2 separate regions of the Sus scrofa genome follow, and region 1 is linked to region 2. The links are chromatin contacts, called in public Hi-C maps. All regions are on one chromosome and are shown on one strand. The core of a region is the stretch at or near the end of the contact, and the rest is flanking DNA. Distances in the headings are between cores, read along the strand shown.

Region 1 (5,475 bases), core at 1,354-3,853, 280 kb after region 2:
GTGTAGGCCGGTGGCTACGGCTCCGATTAGACCCCTAGCCTGGGAATCTCCACATGCCGCGGGAGCAGCCCAAGAAATAGCAACAACAACAACAAAAGACAAAAAGAAAAAAAAAAAAAAAAAAAAAAAAGAAAGAAACAGGGAAAATATACTGGAGGAGGAGTTCCCACTGTGGTACAAAAGGATCAACACAGGTTCAATCCCCGGCCTAGCACAGTGGGTTAAAGGATTGCAGCTGCAGGAGTTCCTGTCGTGGCGCAGTGGTTAACGAATCCGACTAGGAACCATGAGGTTGCGGGTTCGGTCCCTGCCCTTGCTCAGTGGGTTAAGGATCTGGCGTTGCCACGAGCTGTGGTGTAGGTTGCAGACGCGACTCGGATCCTGCGTTGCTGTGGCTCTGGCGTAGGCCGGTGGCTACAGCTCCGATTCAACCCCTAGCCTGGGAACCTCCATGTGCCGTGGGAGCGGCCCAAGAAATAGCTAAAAAGACAAAAAATAAAAAAATAAAAAGTAAAAAAAAAAGGATTGCAGCTGCAGTGTAGGTCACTCTGTGGCGCTGTCTGATCCCTAGCCTGAGAATTCCATATGCCATGGGGCTGCCAAAAAAAAAAAAAAAAAAAAAAAAAAAAAAGAGAGAGATGTATTTGGAAGAAATTATGTTAGTGTTCCAAAAGCTAAAAACAAACCAAACCAAACAGGAGTCTCTCTAGAAAGAATTTCTTTGGCCACACCCAGGGCTTGCAAAAGTTCCCAGGCCAGGGATTAAACCCAAGCCACCGCAGTGACAACAGGTGCTTAACTTGCTGAGCCACCAGAGAACTCCAGACAGAGATTTTCAGTATAAACACATAGGGCCAGAAGACCAAGGAATGTGATGGCTTCAGTGGACATAAGTGATGATGTCCAAAGGCCAGTTTCCGGCAAAGGAGTGGATGACAATGAGGTAAAATCTGTCAGTGAAAAGTAGCTAGAAAATAAGATGGAGACTTTTCTCCCCACCTTCACCTGCCTATTGAGAGATCCACACACCTTTAGGTTTATGGAGGAAGCCTAGGGAGAGGCTAAGTAATAAAACCAAAAACTTGCATAGGCTCCCTGGTGGCCTAGTGGGTTAAGGATCTGGCATTGTGGTGGAGGTTCAATCTCCTACCCAGGAACTTCTGCATATAGCAGGTGCAGCAAAAAAAAAAAAAAAAAAAAAAAAAAAAAAAAAAGAATAAGAAAACATGTTATTCTGCTTTCTGCTTAATATGTGCAGGGGACTACTCCAAGCACTTTAATGTGTTATTAGCTCGTTTAACAATATATGAGGCTTGGAGTTCTTGTTGTGGCACAGTGGAAACGAATCCAACTAGTAACCAGTGAGGTTGTGGGTTTGATCCCTGGTCTCTGGCATTGCAGAGAGCTGTGGTGTAGGTAGCAGACATGGCTCGAATCCTGCATTGCTATGGCTGTAGCATAGGCTGGCAACTGTAGCTCCTATTCAACTCCTAGCCTGGGAACCTCCATATGCAGCCCTAAAAAGCAATAACAATAATAATAATAATAAATATGGCATGATGGTACCGACAGTGATCATTCTGAAATCAGAGAAACGATAAATAACTATGTTGTGTACCAGGAACTAATACAGTGTTGTATGTAAATTTCCAGGCAAGGGATTGAATCCCAGCCACAGTTGTGGCTGGATCCTTTAACTCATTGCCCCAGCTGGGGCTGGAACCCGCACCACTGCAGAGATCCAAGCCGCTGCAGTAGGATTCTTTAACCCACTGCGCAACTGCAGGAACTCCATTAATTTTTTTTCTATTTCTTTAATTCTGCACCTATATGTACGTTCAATAAACTTACTGTGACAATCATTTCAGTATGTAAATCAAAACATTATTCTTTGCATCTTAAACTTGTACGTGCTGTGTGCCGATTATAGCTCAATAAAACTGGAAGAAAATAAATATACTAGAAATGGAAATATATATATTTCCATATATATTTATAAATGTTTGACATGGAGCGATTCAGTCCAAGCCGAGCACACAGGAGAGCACCGGGACCTGAAAACCTGCTGAGTCACGAAGGCAGCGGACCAAGGCGCTGCCCGAGTTCACCCGGGAGCGGACACCACCCAGCCCCTACGGCGTGGGATGGGTTCACCCCGGCGCGAACGGCCCCGTGGGCCGGAGCACAGGGCTCTAGGTACAGGTTCGGACACGCCTTCCCCTCCTTCCAGCCCGGGGAATGCTCCCCGCAGCCATTCATTCCACCCGCGAGGTCGGCGCTGCGCTAGCCCCGCGGGGAAGGCGGTGGACCGAACCCCATCCAGGGCATGTGGCAGCAGCCCGAGGGGCGGCGGCTCCGCGACCCCTCCACTCAGCAGAAGCCCGCCCGCTTCGCTTTGTTCCCAGAGCGGGTCTCAGAGACGCCGCTCGTGCGCCGCCCCAGCCGCTTCCCGGCAGCTCCCCAGGCTGTCCAAGAAGAGTGCCCGGCGCGCGGGAACGCGCACGGGCGCCGCGCGCCCCGCCCGTATGCCTGCGCTCCCGATTGGCCGCTCCGCCTGACGTCACGGGGAGGGCCCCGGCGACCGCCGGGGGTTGGCCCTGCGCGTGCGCAGACCGGGAGCGCAGATCGGAGGGGGAGGTGGCCGGCCGCTTCTCCCGCGTCCGCCATTTTGTTGCTGTGGCTCTTGGGAGCGGGCTGGGTGAAGTGGCCCTGGCGGCGCGGCGCTGCGCTCCTGAGGGTCCTGTACTTGGCGTAGCCGCGGGTTAGGTGCGGAGCTTCGGGGGCGGAGGCCGGTGCGCGCCGGGTCAGGAGTGACCGGAGGCTCCCCAGGAGGCCTCCTCTGCCTTCGGCTTCGCCGCCGCGACCCGGGCTGGGCCCGCGCCTCCAAGCCGCTCCGTTGGTGAGGCGGCCGCGGGGCAGGCGGGCGGCGCGGAGGATGCTGCGGGCCCGCGGCCGGGAGGAAGGCCCGCGCTCGGCCCCGTAGGAGCGGGGAGCCAGAGGCCCGGCCGCCGCCGACTCGGGCGGAACGTCCAGCGCAGGCAGAACAGCCGCCCGTCCGCCGCACCATGTCCTCCGCCAGGTTCGACTCCTCAGACCGCTCGGCCTGGTATATGGGGCCCGTGTCTCGCCAGGAGGCGCAGACCCGGCTCCAGGGCCAGCGCCACGGAATGTTTCTGGTCCGCGATTCGTCCACCTGCCCCGGCGACTACGTGCTGTCGGTATCCGAGAACTCGCGGGTGTCCCACTACATCATCAACTCGCTGCCCAACCGCCGCTTCAAGATCGGGGACCAGGAGTTCGACCACCTGCCGGCCCTGCTGGAGTTCTACAAGATCCACTACCTGGACACCACCACCCTCATCGAGCCAGCGCCCAGGTACGCGGGCGGGGCGTGGTGTGGGTGGGCCCAGATCCCCGCCTTCTGAACCGCGTTGTTCTCCATAAGGCATTCCGAGCGGAAGGTAGTGTCAGCGTCTGGGTCGCTGCGGATAAGGGGGTGCATTTGAAATGTATTGAACTGTGGGTGCATCGTTAAAAATGGGCGCTTTTTGCGTCGTCTAAGTTTCATGGTAAAGCAGGATTTTGTTGTTTCTGAAACATTTTTTGGGACACAGACTGAAGATAGGCTTGGCGCCACCCGGCCCCCCCACAAGCGCGCGCCCGCGCGCGCACACACACCCACAAGTTGCACACCTTTCAAGGTCTTGTCTCTGAACTCCAGGTGAGGAACTCCTGGACTGCAGCCTTTGGAACACCACACGACAGATGAAAATGATTTACCATTTAGAAACAGTATCTTTAACTGAAATATTAACTGAAATATCAGAACTGTATCCTGGTGTTAATTTGAAATAAGCCTGGCACCTATTTTATAATACGTTAGTTAACAAAGATTTTGAAAGAGGGTGCATTGGCTTCAACGAGGACTTTTTTTTTTTTAATTAACAGCTTTTCCCCAAGTTGGACCATTAATAAACTAGAAATACATTTGGTTAAATCTCCAAGGAGGAATAAGGCTAAAATATTACTAAGGGAAATTTTTGAATGACACTCACCGTAATTATCTCCTAGTTGAATTTCAGTTGTACTTTTTTTTTTTTTTTTTTTTTTTTTTTGCCTCTTCTGTGGCGTATGTAAGTTACCTGGGCCAGGGATTGAACCAGAGCCACAGCAGTAAGCAGAGCAGCTGCAGTGACATTGCCAGACAGTGCCATAAGAGGACTCCCAGGTGTACTTTTTGTATTAGGTTTAATGATTAAGTATCTATTTTAAACTTAACCCAGAGTAACACTGAGCATCAGGTATCCTCTTTTTATATGATTGCTTGCCTTAGTGTTTTGTTAGAAGTTTCTTTTAAGTTATGCCAAATTTGGACTAAAGATATTGCTAGAATTTTAAAAGTAAAAAGTATTTCATTGCCTGGTTTGTTTCTTAAATATTTATTTGACAAGGACAAGGGACTTCCCGATGCAGCACACTGGTCACAGATCTGACTAGTATCCATGAGGATGTGGGTTCATCCTTGCTCAGTGGGTGGGGGATCTGGTGTTACCGTGAACTGTGGTGTAGGTCGAAGACAAGGCTCAGATCCCGCTTTTCTGTGGAATAGGTTGGCAGCTGAAGCTCCAATTCAACCCCTAGCCCAGTATTTTCCATATGCCATGGGTGTGGCCCTAAAAAGCTAGAGAGAAAAAAAAAAAAAACAAAGCGCTAATAGATTTTTAATGATGAGCTCTTTCTGACTTTATAGACTTGCTGACAAGATATTACTCTGAGCTTTAAACATTAAAAGCTGTTATAATTAATTAATGAGTACACACTGAATGCCTTAAGTGTTGTTTCTGTGGGATGGAGATAGAGAAGAAACAGAGCCTTGATGATATAATGACTGTAAGATTAACTGCTTAACTAAATGGGCTTTAAAAACTGGGAGAAAGTGATTATAAATCAGATACTGTATAACAAAGACCTAGATAGACACCAAGAGTCTCATTGGTGAAACCTCCAGGTCTCCAGTTGACTCTGGAGTCAACTTTTAGCCCAGTGTAATTCCAGGATCAGGGTTGGAGATCATCTTAGAACTCACTGTAAGGAGATTTTTAAATACGTTTAAGTAGGAGTTCCCACTGTGGCACAGTGGGTTAAAAGATCCAGCATTACCGAAGCTATGGCTTAGGTCATAGCTGTGGCTCAGTTTCAGTCCCTGCCCCAGGCACTTCATATGCCTTGAGTGCAGCCATTAAATAAATACGTTTAAGTAAATTACTTTCCTACTTTGTGAAGGTGGATTGTATCATTAATTTTAGTCATTTATTAAGCCCTGCTGTGTGCGAGGCATTGTGCTTGAGGTGACAGACACCATAATACAGCTGCTTTAAAAAGCATGAGTGGGGAGTTCCTGTCATGGCTCAGTGGTTAACCTGACTAATATCCATGAGGATGCAGGTTCGATCTCTGGCCTCACTCAGTGGGTTA
Region 2 (5,428 bases), core at 2,223-4,722:
TCGCTCCGCGCCCCGCGCTTGCTGGACCGCTCCGGCCGTCCCGGGAGACCGCGGGCCAATCCCTGCAGGACGGGCGCACGTGACAATGCCTGCCGCTCTGCGCATGCGCCCTCACGCCTCGATGAGATGGTCGCTGCGGCACTGCGCAGCGGGAGGCCCATAGTTGCGGGATACTCCCGACGACGGCTGCGCAAACTTTCAACTTCTTTATGGCCCTTGCCCCGTGGCCAGCCTCTAGTGCCCTCTACCCCAGCTATTCCCCCCCCCCTTCCTTCTGGTCTGTAGTCAAGGCCCCAAACACTCCTTTCTGCCCCCGTGTTCGACACTTTTCACCCTCTTCCTCCTGACTTACTCTCCAGGTTCCACATTCTCCTCCCATCATGAGGTCCTGACTTCTCCAGACCTTCTTGGACCATCTTACCCACTTCTTAGCTCCAACCCACTTCTTAACCCCAACTCGAGCTCCAGACTCACATCCAAGAGTAAAAGGGGCATTTCCCGGGCAGTTGATGCTGAACACATCCAGATTGACATACAGTTTCTTCCCTCCTGCCCTCAACCCACTTCTCTTTTCCCTCTCCTTAGTCAGTGGCCAACACCACAATTCAGCCCAGCCACTAACAAGGGACATGCATCCTGGACTGCCTCTTTCCTGTCCCCACCTCACCCCCCTTCACCAGCCCTGAGATCCATACCTCAGAGGGCCATCACCAGCCCTCTAGCCCCAGCTTCCCCCAGCACAGGAGGTGGCATTCACTTCCTCCTGCACTGAGGTCAGAGAGCAAGGTGGATCCACCAAGGAGGAAGGTCTGGCCTTTGCATCTTGGGTGTAGACAGACTCAGATACACCTGGGCTCAAATCTTCATTCTGCTGCCTGCCCCCGTGTGACTCACAAAATCAGACTTGACTTTGAAATATATAGTATGTGCCTTTAAAAACAGGACAAGCCTCCTCTAAGAGATCAGGCAGACCCCTGATTAACACCCCATCATGTCATGTTATGCTTATAATAGTTCACACTTTATATGTTTATTTGTATTTTTTAAAGAGTACAGTGCAAGGCACTGCCAAAAGAGGAAAAAAAAAACTACATGGTCTCTGCCCTCAGGGCCTTCCCGTGTAAAGAGAGTGTCAGCCACAGAGAGAAAAGTGTGATCTAACAGGTTCTGGTGGAGGAACATTGATGCTTTGGAGCCAAAGGAAGGCTTTTCCTAGGAGGGGACATTTGAGCAGAGCCCTGCGTTCACAAGCCCCTCCCAGTAAGGGCAGGAGACAGCTGCATGGGGTCTTTGGCCAGTGGGTACAGGATCACCTCCAGCCATAATGCCTGAAACCAAGAGGGAGGGAGGATGGGTCTGAGTCAGGTGACCCTGGGAGGGAGGAACCCAAGGGGTCAGGAGCATGTGGCATTGTCCCTCATCCTCCAGGGATGCCAGGGCTTCTGCCTCCAGGGTGGGGGTGAAGCCAGTGTCCACGGGTGCTTAGCCACCAATAAGGTGTACTCCCAAATGCCCATGCAGGGACCTGGGCTCCCTTGCAAAGCAACAGGTTTGAATGACTGTCACTGAGCACACAAAAATCTCTCGTCCTGATGATGGGGCCAGGCTCCTTGGCAGTTCAAGCCCTAGTGCCAGCTGTGAGGGTGGGCGTGACAGGCACCCCACAGTCTCTCCTGCAGGCTCAGGGCAGCATTTGTCCCCAGGAGAGAACAGGTGGGCTAGGTCAGAGGGCACGAGCTGCAGGTTTTGTATCCCAAGTCCACTGTCCACCCCAGACTGTGCTTATCCTGCTGTGAACCCAGAACATCCTCTCTAGGCCTGGCCCTCCCTAGGCCTTCAAAGAGGGCTGGTCTTAGGGCACCTCCACGTGGTTAAGGGTCTAAGCCAGGTCCAGTTAGACCCTCTGTGCAAAGCAATGGGCCTTTCTCCACTGGGTCCTGACCAAACCTGGAGCCCCCAGGCTTACCTGAGTGCTGGTTGCAAAGATCATCTTCAAACCATAGCTTTTCTGACTCTGGGGTCTCTGCCCCTGCCCTGTCCAGCCAGGACCCAGACAGAGAGCTTAGGGGATGAGTTTCCAGCTCTGCCCTCACCTGACGTTCTGATGGAGGGTCCAGCCCTGCTCCGCACCTGCACCTAATTGCTAGGAAGCAGAATGAGGCAGCAAGACCCCCCTCCCCCCAGGCACTGTGGACGGCAGGCTGGGCCTGACTGATGCCCTTTCATCATTGCACTGCTTCCCAGTGGCCCACAGTAGTGCAACAGGGAAAGAGTGTCAGGCAGGCCTGCCAGAGCCTCTCCTGGTGGTCCAGGGTTGGTGGTGAGTGGGGATCTGAGACTTGGAATGCAGGCCCACTGGGGCGGGGCCTCTGCCTGGGGAGAAGTGTGCCCTCTGACCCCAGAGGCCCAGGCCTGGCCAGGATCTCAAGTTTCCATGGAGAAGTGAGCGAACTGGGCAGGGGGGAAGGGAGGGCCTGTGGGTCCAGGGGCTTGGCCTGGGCAGGGGAAGTGGAAGTGTGGGGGAGGGGGTCCCCAAGGCTGGTCCCAGATGCTTTGACAATATCATTGCACTGCTCCTCAAAGCACAGTAGTGCAACCTCGTCAGAGCACCTGCGGCCAGCAGGGGGGACCCCAACCGATCCCAAGACAGTCGGAGCGGCAAGCTCCACTGAGGGTGGGTGGGGCTAGGGGCCCATTCCTAGAATCAGGGCAGAGAGGGGACAGATTTTCAGTGGGGCTGCCTTCCTCGAGGTCCTCAGAACCCCAAGGCAGCCAGACCTTCCCCAGCACCTCCAGATTGCCATGGAGGAGCGACCCCAGACCAAGAGGCAGCTCCAATCCCGGAGCTCGAGCCGACGGGGGGAAAGGGCGCACACACAAAGGAGAGGGGCCGGCGCGGCAAGGTTGTCCTTAGCCCACTCACGCCCAGGGCGAGGGTGGATACTGCCCGACGACCATGCTCCCTACCCCGTTCCGCGTCTCTGGAAGAAGAAAGCTGGCCCCACTCCGGGTCGACGTGCCCCTGCCGGCTCAGGCCCCATCCCTGGCCCCTGGTTCCTGGTCCCCAACTTGAGCTCCGCGTTCTGTCCAGTAGATTCCCTGCCCGGCGACCCAGAGCGAAGAAGAAGCACGGGGGGTGTTTCCCGCCTCTCTGGGGTTCCCTGCCCGGAGGGGACGCCCGGAGTCCTGGCTGCGCCCCTCCACACACTCCACCGGGTAGGGCCGCCCTGCCCGCGCTCCCACCTTGGCCCCGGCTACTCACACGGCGGGATGCCCCTTACGCCCCGGGGCGGGACAGGACTCGGGAGGTTACCGGGAAAGGTTTGGATGGCAGTCTGCCCGCGGTGACCCCCAGGACCACCCCGCACCTCGTGGCGCCCTCTCGCCGCCGGCTCCATCTTTAACCCGCTGACAGGCGGCGGCCCAGCCCCCGGCTTCTTAGCATAGCGCCGCGCTGATTGGCCAGCGCCTGCGGGGGCCTAGCCTCCCGCACGCCCATTGGCTGAGGCCAGAGCGATTTCAAAATAGCCTGCGGGCCCGGATTGGCCGGGCGCGGGCCGAGGCTGCGGCTCCGCGGTTTTAACAATGAGTTCTACAAACACTTTCTCCCCATTCATAACTTATCAAAAGGAACTTTGCCCGCCTTTTCGCAGCTCCAGGCTCCGCGAGTTTTTTGGCTGCGCCGGCAAGAGAGCTTGGAAGCCCGGTGGGGGCGCAGACCTCGCGACCAAGCCCCCTGGGGAGGTGGCTGCGACCCGAGGAAAATGCTGAGACCCGCAGTCCACCCCGTCTCCTCTGGGCCGCTGGCTACCTCGTTTTGCTAACTGAAATCTTTCCCTGGGCCTCCCGGAAGGGCACGTTCGCCTGCGGTGGGCTCTCTGACTGGGGTAGCCCCCTCCCCACGGCATCGCGGGACTTGACACAAATGAGATTTGCTTGAAGCCGCTGAATAGGCCTGGGCTTCAGGACCTGGTCTTGGAGCCCCAGGAGCCTTGTGGAACGATGGGAGGCACAGGGAAGGGGGCTTCGCTTGGGTACCTGCGTGATTGTGGATAACCATTCCATTAAGTTCTTACGGAGCCTGACGACCCGGAATGATGTACACCAGCTCTCCTGGCCCTCACAGAGCTGCAGTGTGTGTTGGGGGTGGGGTGGGGGGTGATTTGGCTACCATGCATCTGGGCCCTTTCCTCTTTTATTCTCCGTCCAAAGCCTGAGAGTAAATGCTACGCAGGAAGGTGCAGCTGGGTTTGAGTCTTCAGCAATCTTGGTTGCCTCGTCTGCAGAATTAAGAAGAGAATTGAACTGTGCTTCTTACAGGTGTTGCCAGGAGCAAATAAGATGCTGTGCAAATCATTGACCTAGGGCCTGGCACTTAGTTTTCAATAAATGAGAGCACCACGGCTGCTGCTGATGCAGTTTTGATTCTTGGTCTTGCCCTGCATTCTGCATGCAGCCATCTCACCTGCTCCCACAGCTTCAGCCTTGATTTCCCAAGGATTCCTACATGCTGTGCACTGTTGGATTCTGCTCTTAATTAATACTTCTCACTTTTCTGTGTGTGGTAATTGGAAAGTGAGGTGACAGAAGCAGAAGCAGGCTCTTACAGCCCAGAGGGGCCAGAGGAGTGCAATGTGGTCCACATTGCTGGTGCCCCGCCTCCATTCCCTTGACACTCACCTCTACAGAAAGGATGCTTCTCTGGCTGAGGACTACTGGGCAATTGGGAAGTGCTGCAGAGTAAATCCCTGCCCCACCCCACCCCCAGCAGCCCTCAGACAATGAGAGAAGATATGTTGGTTGGATGAGTGCCCCACTTTCTAGCCTTTGGTGGAGAGAACTCTAATGTATGTTCTCCATGGGGTCCTAGAGCTCCCCAGTGTGAATAAGGCTTCATCGGCTGCCTTCCTGCTCCTCTAAGCCCTATTCCTCCGCCTCAGTGTTTTGTGGGATCACCTACCAACAACCTGCTTGCACTCCTGTCTCAGGTCATATGAGTGATGGTAGAGAAATCTAGACTTGTAGACACTATTCAAGAGGTTTGAGCAGGAGTTCCCCTTGTGGCTCAGTGGTAAAGAACCTGACTATTATCCATGAGGATGTGAGTTCAATCTCTGGCCTGGTTCATTGGGTTAAGGATCCAATGTTGCCATGAGCTGTGGTATAGTTTGCTGATGCAGCTTGGCTCCAGTGTTTCTATGACTGCAGTGTAGTTTGGTGGCTGCAGCTCCGATTCAGCCCCTAACCTAGGAACTTCCATATGCCACAGGCATAGCCAAAAAAAGAAAAAAAAAAAAAAAAAGGCTTGAGCAGAGCAAGAGCTCATAGGGGAGAGGGCAGGGGGAGCAAAGGACCTAACCGTGACCCTCCTCCCCTCAGGTCTCACATTGACTAGAGCTTTTCTCTCACCCACTAAGGTCAATGAGTT

The links. A called contact is a pair of places that touch in the nucleus more often than the background predicts.
Region 1: a contact with region 2 is called in a Hi-C map of liver, with 3 times the contacts expected there. The contact joins the promoter of CRKL here to the promoter of LOC100155534 in region 2. A contact is called at or near these places in 2 of 5 promoter capture datasets (fetal liver and liver), 1 of 47 Hi-C or Micro-C datasets (liver) and 1 of 2 datasets of contacts at active chromatin or transcription factors (alveolar macrophages).

Annotation. Positions count from the first base shown.
Region 1 is chr14:50,526,347-50,531,821 of Sscrofa11.1, forward strand. CRKL (crk-like protein) reads left to right here and starts at 2,604. Exons shown (of 3, transcript XM_003132994.4): 1 at 2,604-3,376. The coding sequence starts at 3,066.
Region 2 is chr14:50,242,836-50,248,263 of Sscrofa11.1, forward strand. It overlaps LOC100155534 (verprolin), which reads right to left and starts at 3,473. Exons shown (of 7, transcript XM_013983173.2): 1 at 3,263-3,473. The coding sequence starts at 3,398. It overlaps MIR130B (microRNA 130b), which reads right to left and starts at 2,285; the gene lies at 2,206-2,285.